2 separate regions of the Rattus norvegicus genome follow, and region 2 is linked to region 1. The links are chromatin contacts, called in public Hi-C maps. All regions are on one chromosome and are shown on one strand. The core of a region is the stretch at or near the end of the contact, and the rest is flanking DNA. Distances in the headings are between cores, read along the strand shown. Region 1 holds the start of Pstpip2 (proline-serine-threonine phosphatase-interacting protein 2). Region 2 overlaps Epg5 (ectopic P-granules 5 autophagy tethering factor).

Region 1 (4,808 bases), core at 1,701-4,200:
TCTCCACGGGCAGTTCCTCCTGCTGACTTCCTATTTAGGACAACCCCCCTTGTTCTCCAGTTCCCCTTCTGAAGCCAGCTCGGGGCCCTCTCCTTCCTTCTGCTGGTGACCCTCACTTGACTTCCCTGGCCTGTGACTGTCTCTTATCTCTGTGGTTTCTATATCTGCCTCCCTTTCCACTCCATGGTCTCCACCCTGGAGCAGGCTCCCCTGGTCCAGCTTTCTTGGCTAACCATTCCCCATCCCCCCATCCCCATCCCCCATCCCCATCCTCCATCCCCATTCCCCATCCCCAGACTCCAGACCCCTCTATATTCTTTGTTTACATTTTTTGAGACAAAGTTCAACTATATAACCCAACCTGGCTTCAACTCTTAATCCTCCTGCCTCAGACTCTGTCGGGATTATAGACATGAGCTGCCACAGCCAGCCCTCTTCTCTATTCTTGAGGTCAAGCAACTCAGGTCAAAACTTCCCCCTCTATTCCCCTTCCTCAAGAGATGTCCATGTTCCAGAGACGCTTGCAACAGGCTTAACCCCAGCAAAAGCCAGACCTACTAGAGCTCTTCGCATACAGAAAGTATTTCATCCGAGTTTATCAAACCCAGGAACCCAGTGCCTGCTTATGCTTTCAAAGTTTTGTTTTTGTTTTTTGTTTGTTTTTTTTTTTCGCTTTTGCTTCATCCAGTCAAAATGTTCTTATCCGTCACTGTCACTGTTACTGTCACTGCCACTGTCACAAGCCTCAACTCAGTCAAAAGACTTTCCCCTATTCCCTAAAAGCATGGCTATTTAAAGTGAGCAACCTTTCTTCTCCAACAGCTCCCTCTGTCTCTTTCTCCCACGTCCTGTGATTTATCTCCTGCCCCAGTCTTATCCACCTGGCCCTAGGGATCCACAATCCCAGTACTGTAGCTGGTGCTAAGAACCCAGCTGGTGGGAAAATTGCATCTACCCTCCAAGAGCTCCTGGCCCAGCCGAAGCAAAAAGGAGACTCCAGCAACAGCCACAGGACGGCCCAACATGTCCCACACCCACCGCAGGCACTGGGAAAGAGCAATACAGACATTTTCTCTATGGTGTGCTCTCTCCATGCCACCCTTTTGAAGACACTTGGGTGAGCATTTAGTTCATGCAGAGCTCTGGGCCACTATTGGTCAGCTCCAGGGCTTTGAGAATGTTGCTTAACTCCCTGACAGTTTCCTCATCAGTCAAATACCATGGTGAGTCAGTTCCCTCCGAGGGAAACTGGGAGGCACTGTGGAGTGATGTGGGGAAAGCATTTAAAGAACCTAATAAACTACACAATAAACAATGCAGTCTTTTTCGTTATCTGAATCGAATGACTGCTGGAAGTGTGGAACAAGACACGTGTGCACAGTTTCTGGGATCTCAGGTAACTTTTGAAAGTGGACCAGAAACTTGCCACCAACAGCAGGGCTCCTAAGACCTTCACCATAGGCCTCAACTCAGACTTCACTCTGCCCCTCCTTGTCACCAGTCCTGCCAGAGTGTAGGTGGGATAGCTGGGGTTGCCAGTGGCTTAAAATGATGATGGTTCAGCCTCCCCAGCACTGAGATTTCAGGTGTGAGTCACGACACTTCCGGCTGTTTTTTTTTCTTTTTTCTTTTTTTCTTTTTCTCTTTTTCTTTTTTTATTTTTGAGAAGAGTTGGAGGGGAAAGAAAGAACGCCTGGCTCTTGTTGCTGGGTGCTGGGACCGGTGAAGAAGGGTCTTGGGCTCTTAACTGAACTCCAGAGCCGAAGGGAGCCATCAGTCTTTTCCTTGACACTTGATTGAGCCTGATCCAGAACCAGATGTGCTGCTGCCACACCCCGGATGGTGCGAACATACTATCCTCTTAAGCCTCTGTACCTCCGTCATTAGCCAAAAAGCCCACTCTACTATGATCTGCATAAAGGTCTGTCCTTTTTTTCCCACAGCGTAAAAAGTTGTGAAGATTTCCCAGGCCTCCTGAGAGGACCAAGTTTAAGGTTACTAACCCTTGCTGTAATGCTACCCTGGCCCTTCGCCTTATGGTCAGTGCCCCCAGAAGGATCTCAAAACCTCAAGCGAATGGGAGGTGATAGGCTCTAGCTGCCGCTGGGGTCACGGCAGATGAGTGGTGTGGTAGGCAGCTCCGAAGTTAACCGAGAACAGTCAGGGTCCTAAAAAAAGACTGAGCCGCTCGGTAGTTGTGTGTCAGCTCTCAAGTGGACAGCTCCTTGCCCTGTCTTAAAGGGAGAGTGGTGTTTCCTCCGAGTTCAGGAGGAAAAGGACCCTTGTAGTGTAGCTACAGGGTAAAGGGAATGCGAAAAAGATGTCTAAGTGGAAGGTGAGAGAAGACCTGCTACCTAGGACCTGCACCGCTACGACAGAATCAGCTCTCAGGTCACACGCGCGCGCGCTAACCTTCCTGGGGCTCTCTGTGGGCTGGGAGGGAACTCAGAAAGCGGGGTTGCCAGGCAGGGCAAAGCTCGGGCCGAGAACCCCAGAGTGACTGCTCACACGCCCCATCCCGCTTCTCCCAGGGCTTGGGGCACCCGAGAGCCTGAACTCTCCTCCTTTTGGGCTTCAGTTTTCAAGCGTGAGAACGAGGGGTGACGTCAGGGCCCAGGTGTTCCCGGGAGCGCGCGCCCCTGGAGCCGCGCGATCCCGGGAGCGGACTCTTAGGATAGAGGCACAGCCCGGGGACTCGCTCCCGCGTGCGCTCCGGGCCGCCGTGCGCCACTCTGACTTACCCAGAAGTTCCCCTTGAACAGCGAACCCGTCATGCCGGCGCCGGGTTGGGAGCGGAGGGCTGGGCGCGGAGGACGGAGGGCGGCTGAGGACGGCGGGCGGCTGAGGACGGCGGACGGAGGACAGCGGGAGGACGGAGGGAGGACGGCCGGATCGAGAGGAGAGCTCCGACTGTCAGGGCCAAGGTCCGGCGCAACTTCGGAGTTCCACTGTCGCTCCGGGAAGCCGCCCCGGGTCCTAAACCACGCCCGATTGCGCCCGCCCCGCGCCCCGCCCGCGCCGCGCACCTGCAGAGGGTCACCCGCCCTGGCCCTAGGGCGGGGCCGGCCCAGTAGCTCTGCGGGTTGCGGCGGCCAGTCCGGGGCCCCAGCCTGCGGGACCTCTGAACAGAACCGGTCATTCTCCCCAGCCCACTCTGGGCTCTTCCCACCAGGACCTCTCGACCTAGAAATTCAGACTGTGGATCAATAGAAACCTTAAGAGACGCTTAAAACGTCGCCTACGGTGCTGATGCTACAAGGAATGGTGCGCACGCACCGCCCCGGAGGGGACTGCGGGTCTAAACTGCCGATTATATTGCGTTACCGATGTTTCCTGTTAGCTCTACATATCTTGTCCTGAACTCAGTTAAGGTCTCTTCACCACCAGTCCCACCCTGCTGTAAAAGCCAGGTTGCTTTCTGCTCCCCCTAGGCTCTAACTCTTCTAAGATAGAACCGATGGAGGAAAACCGAGGCTCACACGGGTAATCCCAGTACAGAAGAAGCTGACACTAGGTGTTCAAGCCCAGCCTGGGGCTACAGTGGGAGATCTTTCCTCATACACAGACAAACCAAATAGTACTCCAGGACAGGTCTGACTCCTCCTTGCTTGGTAATAGACAAGGTACTCTGTTCTGTGTGCCCAGTGCCCAGCCCGAAACTCGAGAGCTGAAAGATTGCCCCGATTCACACTTACTTAGGGGATGGAGAGACCAAAGCTAGAAGTCTGTCCTTCCCAACAGGACCAATGTCTTTCTTTCTGAATAAGAAGTGCTCATAGGGAAGAGAATGAAGACTAAGTAGCCCAGACTGACACCGAGCCCGGTTCCCGTCATGGCAAAGCAGCATTCGCTTCTGCAGCAGGCTCTAGTTAGACCCGGACACAGCACTCGACAATCGTGAATGACTAGAGGAAGCTCACGAAGGTTCTGCTCATTCACTCTTCCCCCAAGTCCTACCAGCAAGGTCACCTGTCACGACAGAGGTGAGCGAGAGCCTCCAGACCTGTTACTCTCCAAGGACATGTATCCATCAACCCGGTTCTTTTTTTTTTTTTTTTTTTTTTCTGGTTCTTTTTTTCGGAGCTGGGGACCGAACCCAGGGCCTTGTGCTTCCTAGGCAAGCACTCTACCACTGAGCTAAATCCCCAACCCATCAACCCGGTTCTTTACTGAGGTTAGAGGCACCGGCTCATTTTCCAGAGGACTTGGGTTCAATTCCCAGCAGCCACGTGACAGCTAACAGCAACCCTCTAACTCCAGACCCAAGGAATCTAACGTCCACTTAGTATGTTTTTGCTAATAAAGGCATGCAGGTGGCACACAGATATGCATGCCTGCAAAACACCCATACACGTAAAAAACTAAATCAAATAATAAAAAAAACAGTGAGGTTAGACCCAAGGCAGGGAAGCCCAGCTATAACTGCAGGAAGCAGCAGAGGCCAAATGTGCACCAGGAGGGGGGGAGAGCGGCCTTTCTGCAGGTGTGGGTGGACTACACACGACACTGAGGGCTTCAGGAAGCCAGAGCACTGAGGACACGATTTTTAACTTTCTCCCTCTCCTCTCCTGTCCCCTCCCCTCCCCCTCCTTTCCCCTCCCCTCCCCTCCCCTCCTCCAGGTCCCCTGTCCCAGTGCTGTTTGTGGAAGGTTCTTGTTGCTCGCTTGTATTTGAGACAGGATCTTACTAAGTTACCGAAAATAACCTTGAACTCACTCTGTAGCCCAAACAAGTCTTGAATTAGTCCCTCTCCTGCCTCAGCCTCCAAACTTGCTGGAATTAAGGGCATGTGCCACCATAGCCATCAG
Region 2 (4,808 bases), core at 1,368-3,867, 160 kb before region 1:
TGATTCCCTCGCCTCTAAACTCCCAAGTGTTTGCACTTCAGACATGTGCCACCACACCTGGCTTAAAGGCATTTTCTTACAAAAACATCAAAGCTTATGTCTATATATTTGCCTATAAACTGATCTAATGATGAACTCTTATCAATAATTAAGAATATTTGATAAAACATATCCTATTTTTCTTATGTTTCACTTGTTCAAATCCCATCAAACAACAGAACCAGCAAATAGCATCTTCCCTCACTGAGAAGAGAACTCTGAGCAGCGGTCAGGATATTTCTTATTTTTCTGCCCTGCACATCTTTTTCTTTTAATCTCTTGGTAGGTAGTGGGCAAGGGGCACTGAGAAAGGAGGCTAGTTTGCAGAGACAATGATATCTATTTTAATATATTTTCACAACTTCTCTTAAGCAATATGGTTGGGAAGGGGGATGAACCCAATCAATTGCATGTCAAAGAAAGAACAACCGGCCAACAGATTAGTTCCTGGTCAATTGGTCTGACTCTTAGGAAACATGTGTGTGATGGTTGGTATATGCTTGCCCCTGGGAGTGGCTCTATTAGAAGGTGTGACCTTGTTGGAGTAGGTCCCTCACTGTGGGTGTGGACTATAAAGACTCTCATCCTAGCTGCCTGGAAGTCAGCATTCTGCTAGCAGCCTTCAGATGATGTTGTAGAACTCTCAGCTCCTGCACCATGCCTGCCTGGATGCTGCCATGTTCCCACCTTGATGATAATGGACTGAACCTCTGAACCTGTGAGCCAGCCCTAATTACATGTGGTCCTTATATGAGTTGCCTTGGTCATGGTGTCTGTTCACAGCAGTAAAACCCTAACTAAGATAATGTGAAAAATAAGAATTAAAGGAGCTTTGTGGGGGAAAAAAGTTTATCAAAAGTCTATTCTTTTAAAAATTGTGTCTTTCCCCACCAGAGGTAGTTACTAACACAGCCTTCCTCTTAACTGACTGTGGTTTTGTCTGTGCATTTTTGGTCTTCTTTTTAGGATATGAATAGATGCATAGGATATCCTAGGCCCAGGATGCACCACAAAGATAGATATGAGGTTGCTTCCTGGTTGGTGTCAGTGGCTTTTAACTAGAAGAGTTCTGTGTCACAAGTGCTCATAGTAAAATATCTTCAGGAAATGCTCCAAATTGGGCACCCTGGGCCCAACTTCAAGGCAACAGTTATTAGACCAGAAGGCCATCACAGATGCATAGCCTATCTAATCACAAAGAATATACTGTGCTCTTTTTTTAATGATTATTACTTTGTTTGCCATGTCTGTATGTACATGGTATGCATGTATGTTCATAGCATGTAAGAGTCACGAGTACATGTGTGTTCACAAGCATATACAGATGCAAGGGCAAATGCATGTAGACACAAGAGTTTGATGGTGGGTGTCTTCTCTCACTTGAACCTAATACATACCAATGGGGCTAAACTTGCTAACCACCTTGCCCCAGGGATTCCCTGTGACTGCCTCAGAAGCACTGAGGACCGGGCAGGCTACTGCATCTGTCCTGCACTATTAACATGGGTGCTTGGCATCTGGCTCCCTATGAGTACACAGCAACTGCCATCTTCCCAACCACACTATATTCTTTTATCCTAGAACTCACATTTGTATGCCCACACAGGGTTCATTACTTCAGTGGTAGAAAAGAAAAACTGTAAGTACCCCAACTGGAAAGTGATTGACTGGTGCCTCTAGATTCATATCTGTCACACAGAACGAATGAAAACACCCAAGAAACAAGGAAGACTGAGACCTAGGCCTCTCCCCTTGGTATCAGCCCTTAGCACAGTCATGCTCAGGATGACAGAGTTTTAAAGGCTGATCTTCAAAAGCCTCTTTATTGCTAATGAAAAGGATTATCACTATGGTTGGAATTCCTATTGGTACCTGTGTGCAAGAGAATCTGACACTAGCTCAGCCCTTCCAGTTCACTGACAAAAGGGAACGCACACTTAGCTGGCCGAAAGCCATGCATGCTACTGTGCAGCCTGGTGGCCAGAGCAGGAAGGGACTGAGTACTTGTCATGGAGTGCCATGCTGCAGTAGGCAGCCACCGCAACAACGCCTCTTCTGTAGCTTTCCTATTAAATCGGAACTAAGTAGGAGGAAGGGCGTGGTCAAAAGGAAAGTGAGAGACACACCTCCTGTTAAACTGGCTGCTGGAGTTGAGGAGGGCCAGGTGAGCAGACAGGAAAATGTCTTAGACAGATTTCAGGTGTGGGAACAGAATAAGATGGTCCAGTCACCGGAGAGTCGGGGGCAGGGACCTGGAGGACCTGGTGGACAGCCGGTGTTAAGGTGGGACTGATCCTGAGGCACAACTGAGATGGTGAAGTCCTTCCCTCTCAGACTTTCTCATCACACGGGTAGGCAGTGGCATTTAACCTCATGGATCCACCCACTCAGAACTGGTCCTCAGCTACCACGGCCATTATTACACCCTGTGTAAACTATTTTAACTTAACGTGTTTAAATGAAACCTTCACGAATGCTACATTCAGAGTCTTGAAGAGCACCGGTCCTGTCTGTTCCACACAGCAGACCTTTAAGCGAACCTATCTTCCCTTTCACCATAACTTTGTTATGTAACTCACCAATGCTGCATAAGTCTGCACACTTTCCCACCACTAAAAATAGGTATGAGAAGCATGAAGGACTCCAAGACGCTGGAGAAAATAGATCAAAGCAGCATGGTGGGAGCCCCTCCGTTTCAGTAATTTTAATAAATCAAAGAAAAGTTGGCCAAAACATGTCCTTTCACACGGTTTTAAAGAAGTAGGAGGCCCTCCGTGGGTCTTTTCCACCTTTTATTTCTAGGAGTGGAAAAATTGTTCACTTGAGAATAAATCAATCCTGGGTCTAGCAAACACGCCCTTCAATACTAACAACAAAAGAGCCATTCATAAATCACTCCACTTCCTCAGGGAAGATCACTGGATGAAAAGCTGCTGCTGGACTGGAGACCACAGAAGACACGCCTCTCTCCTCATGAAACACACTCGGCCTCTCTAAGATATCTCCAGATAAACTACACCAGGCCAAAGACTCACAGACAGCTGGAAATAAATACCCAGAAAATTGTTATTAGGAAAATGAATACAAAATCTTTATAAATGGACCTTTTATATTTGAAATTTTTGACTGTAAAATGACTTTTTCCATGAAATTAATGTTTAGAAACTGATCTAGAACAAAATGCTCAATTAAGATCACGGATTCTATAATGACAGAGTCAGACAGAGTAGTGCACGTGGTCATTTAAAGTGAGGTGTTCCCGTCATTACCAACTCCTGTGGCGCACACTGCTTGTCTTCAGAAACAGTTAAAGCAGCACTGACTGAGAAACACCAGTCCCGGACACAGGGGGATATGAGGACTGGAGATGGAGCTCAGTGATAAAGCACTTGTCCAGCATGTATGAGGCCCTAGGTTCAATCCCAGGCAACACAACAATAGCAGTAACAACAACACTGAAAATTGGCTTTTGATGGACCATGATGATTCTAACCGAATGACGTAGCTGTGTTACCTGGAAAGTCTGTTAGTAAATGTGAACCTGTTTCTGTAACTCATTCTCAGTCTGTAAAAGTTTACTGAGCTACTGTAAGCAAGTGTCTCAGAAGTCTACAGTATGCAAAGGTCATCTAGGGTCACACATGCAACATCCTTCTGCTCTTCTAGAACGGGAGCCTGCGGCCAAGTAAGAGTCGAGTGGGATTTGTCCCTGAAGCATTAGAGTGCCTAAGACCAAAAGATAATCGTAAGCAAAGAACGAGTGCAGCTTACTAGAAAAAGCCTCACCACATCACTCATAGCCAAACGCTCTCTGCAGAGCTCCCTCAGGAGCCCAGGGAAGGCACCTGCTGACTGTGAAGCACGGTCAACACAGATATGAAGTCACTGAGCTCATGTGACTCGAAGCCTGCGGACAGCCACAGAGTTCATGACACACGCAGCATCACTGTCACGGCCTGACAAGACCGTGCCCGTGGTGCCCTAGACGGTATGGAGAGATGATACACACGAGTAAGGAAACTGTTCCCACAGAATCTGCCTGGCAGGGGAAGAGGAAAGGTGACTACGACACATTAAGTACAGGAGAGGTACGGCTCGTCAGTCTGACCAGAACAGACCTCTCACAATGCACGCTGCAGCAGTGGGTGTGAAGGCTAAGAAAGGCGTGTGTGGAACAGGACAGAAGCAGCAGGGTGTGCACCAGTGTGACCACGTGTATCTCAGAGTGGATAAAGCTCAGTGGCTAAACCCGGACTGCTTGAGAAATAGTCAAGAGTTTCAAAATGGGATTCTCTTGCTCTGTAAAAGGAAAATCAAAATGGGCTATAAAGGGCTGTAGACCTGGAGAGCCAATATGGGTTTAAAGCCCGGAAGTGTAGTCAGAGCTGAGACTAGAGAGATGAATGATGGAAGAATGAGTAATATGAGAGGGCTATTCGCAGGAAGCCTAGCATGATGGCTCAGACCCACACTGCTAAGCTACTGGGTACGTAGCAATAAACACAAACAGAAGGGAGTCACTTTAAATTGGCTCCACAGGTCAAAGCAATATATGTGGAAAGAAACTAGGTGGGAAGTAGGAGTGGGCTGCAGTGTGTGAGAAAAATGAAAACAAGGCTAGACTTTCCTCAGGAGAGCAGGACAAAGGAGGGACTGCTCAGAGCAAGGAGGAGGGACTGCAGGGAACAGGGAGGAAGGACTGCAAAAAACAGGGAGGAGGGACTGCACAGAGCAGAGAGGAGGGACTGCACAGAGCAGGGAGGACGGAG

The links. A called contact is a pair of places that touch in the nucleus more often than the background predicts.
Region 2: a contact with region 1 is called in a Hi-C map of Schwann cells, with 4 times the contacts expected there. The contact joins the enhancer-like site here to the promoter of Pstpip2 in region 1. A contact is called at or near these places in 2 of 12 Hi-C or Micro-C datasets (Schwann cells and hepatocytes).

The regions. Positions count from the first base shown.
Region 1 is chr18:73,584,289-73,589,096 of GRCr8, reverse strand. Pstpip2 (proline-serine-threonine phosphatase-interacting protein 2) reads right to left here and starts at 2,950. Exons shown (of 15, transcript NM_001271281.1): 1 at 2,742-2,950. The coding sequence starts at 2,774.
Region 2 is chr18:73,744,415-73,749,222 of GRCr8, reverse strand. All of the region lies in intron 27 of Epg5 (ectopic P-granules 5 autophagy tethering factor), which reads right to left. Among named protein-coding and RNA genes, the nearest start is that of Siglec15, 50 kb to the left of the region's middle. Within about 2 kb of position 2,617, at least 5 of the 93 cell types and tissues checked have an H3K27ac peak or open chromatin away from gene starts, as enhancers often do. A contact at or near this core is called in Schwann cells, where this site is marked.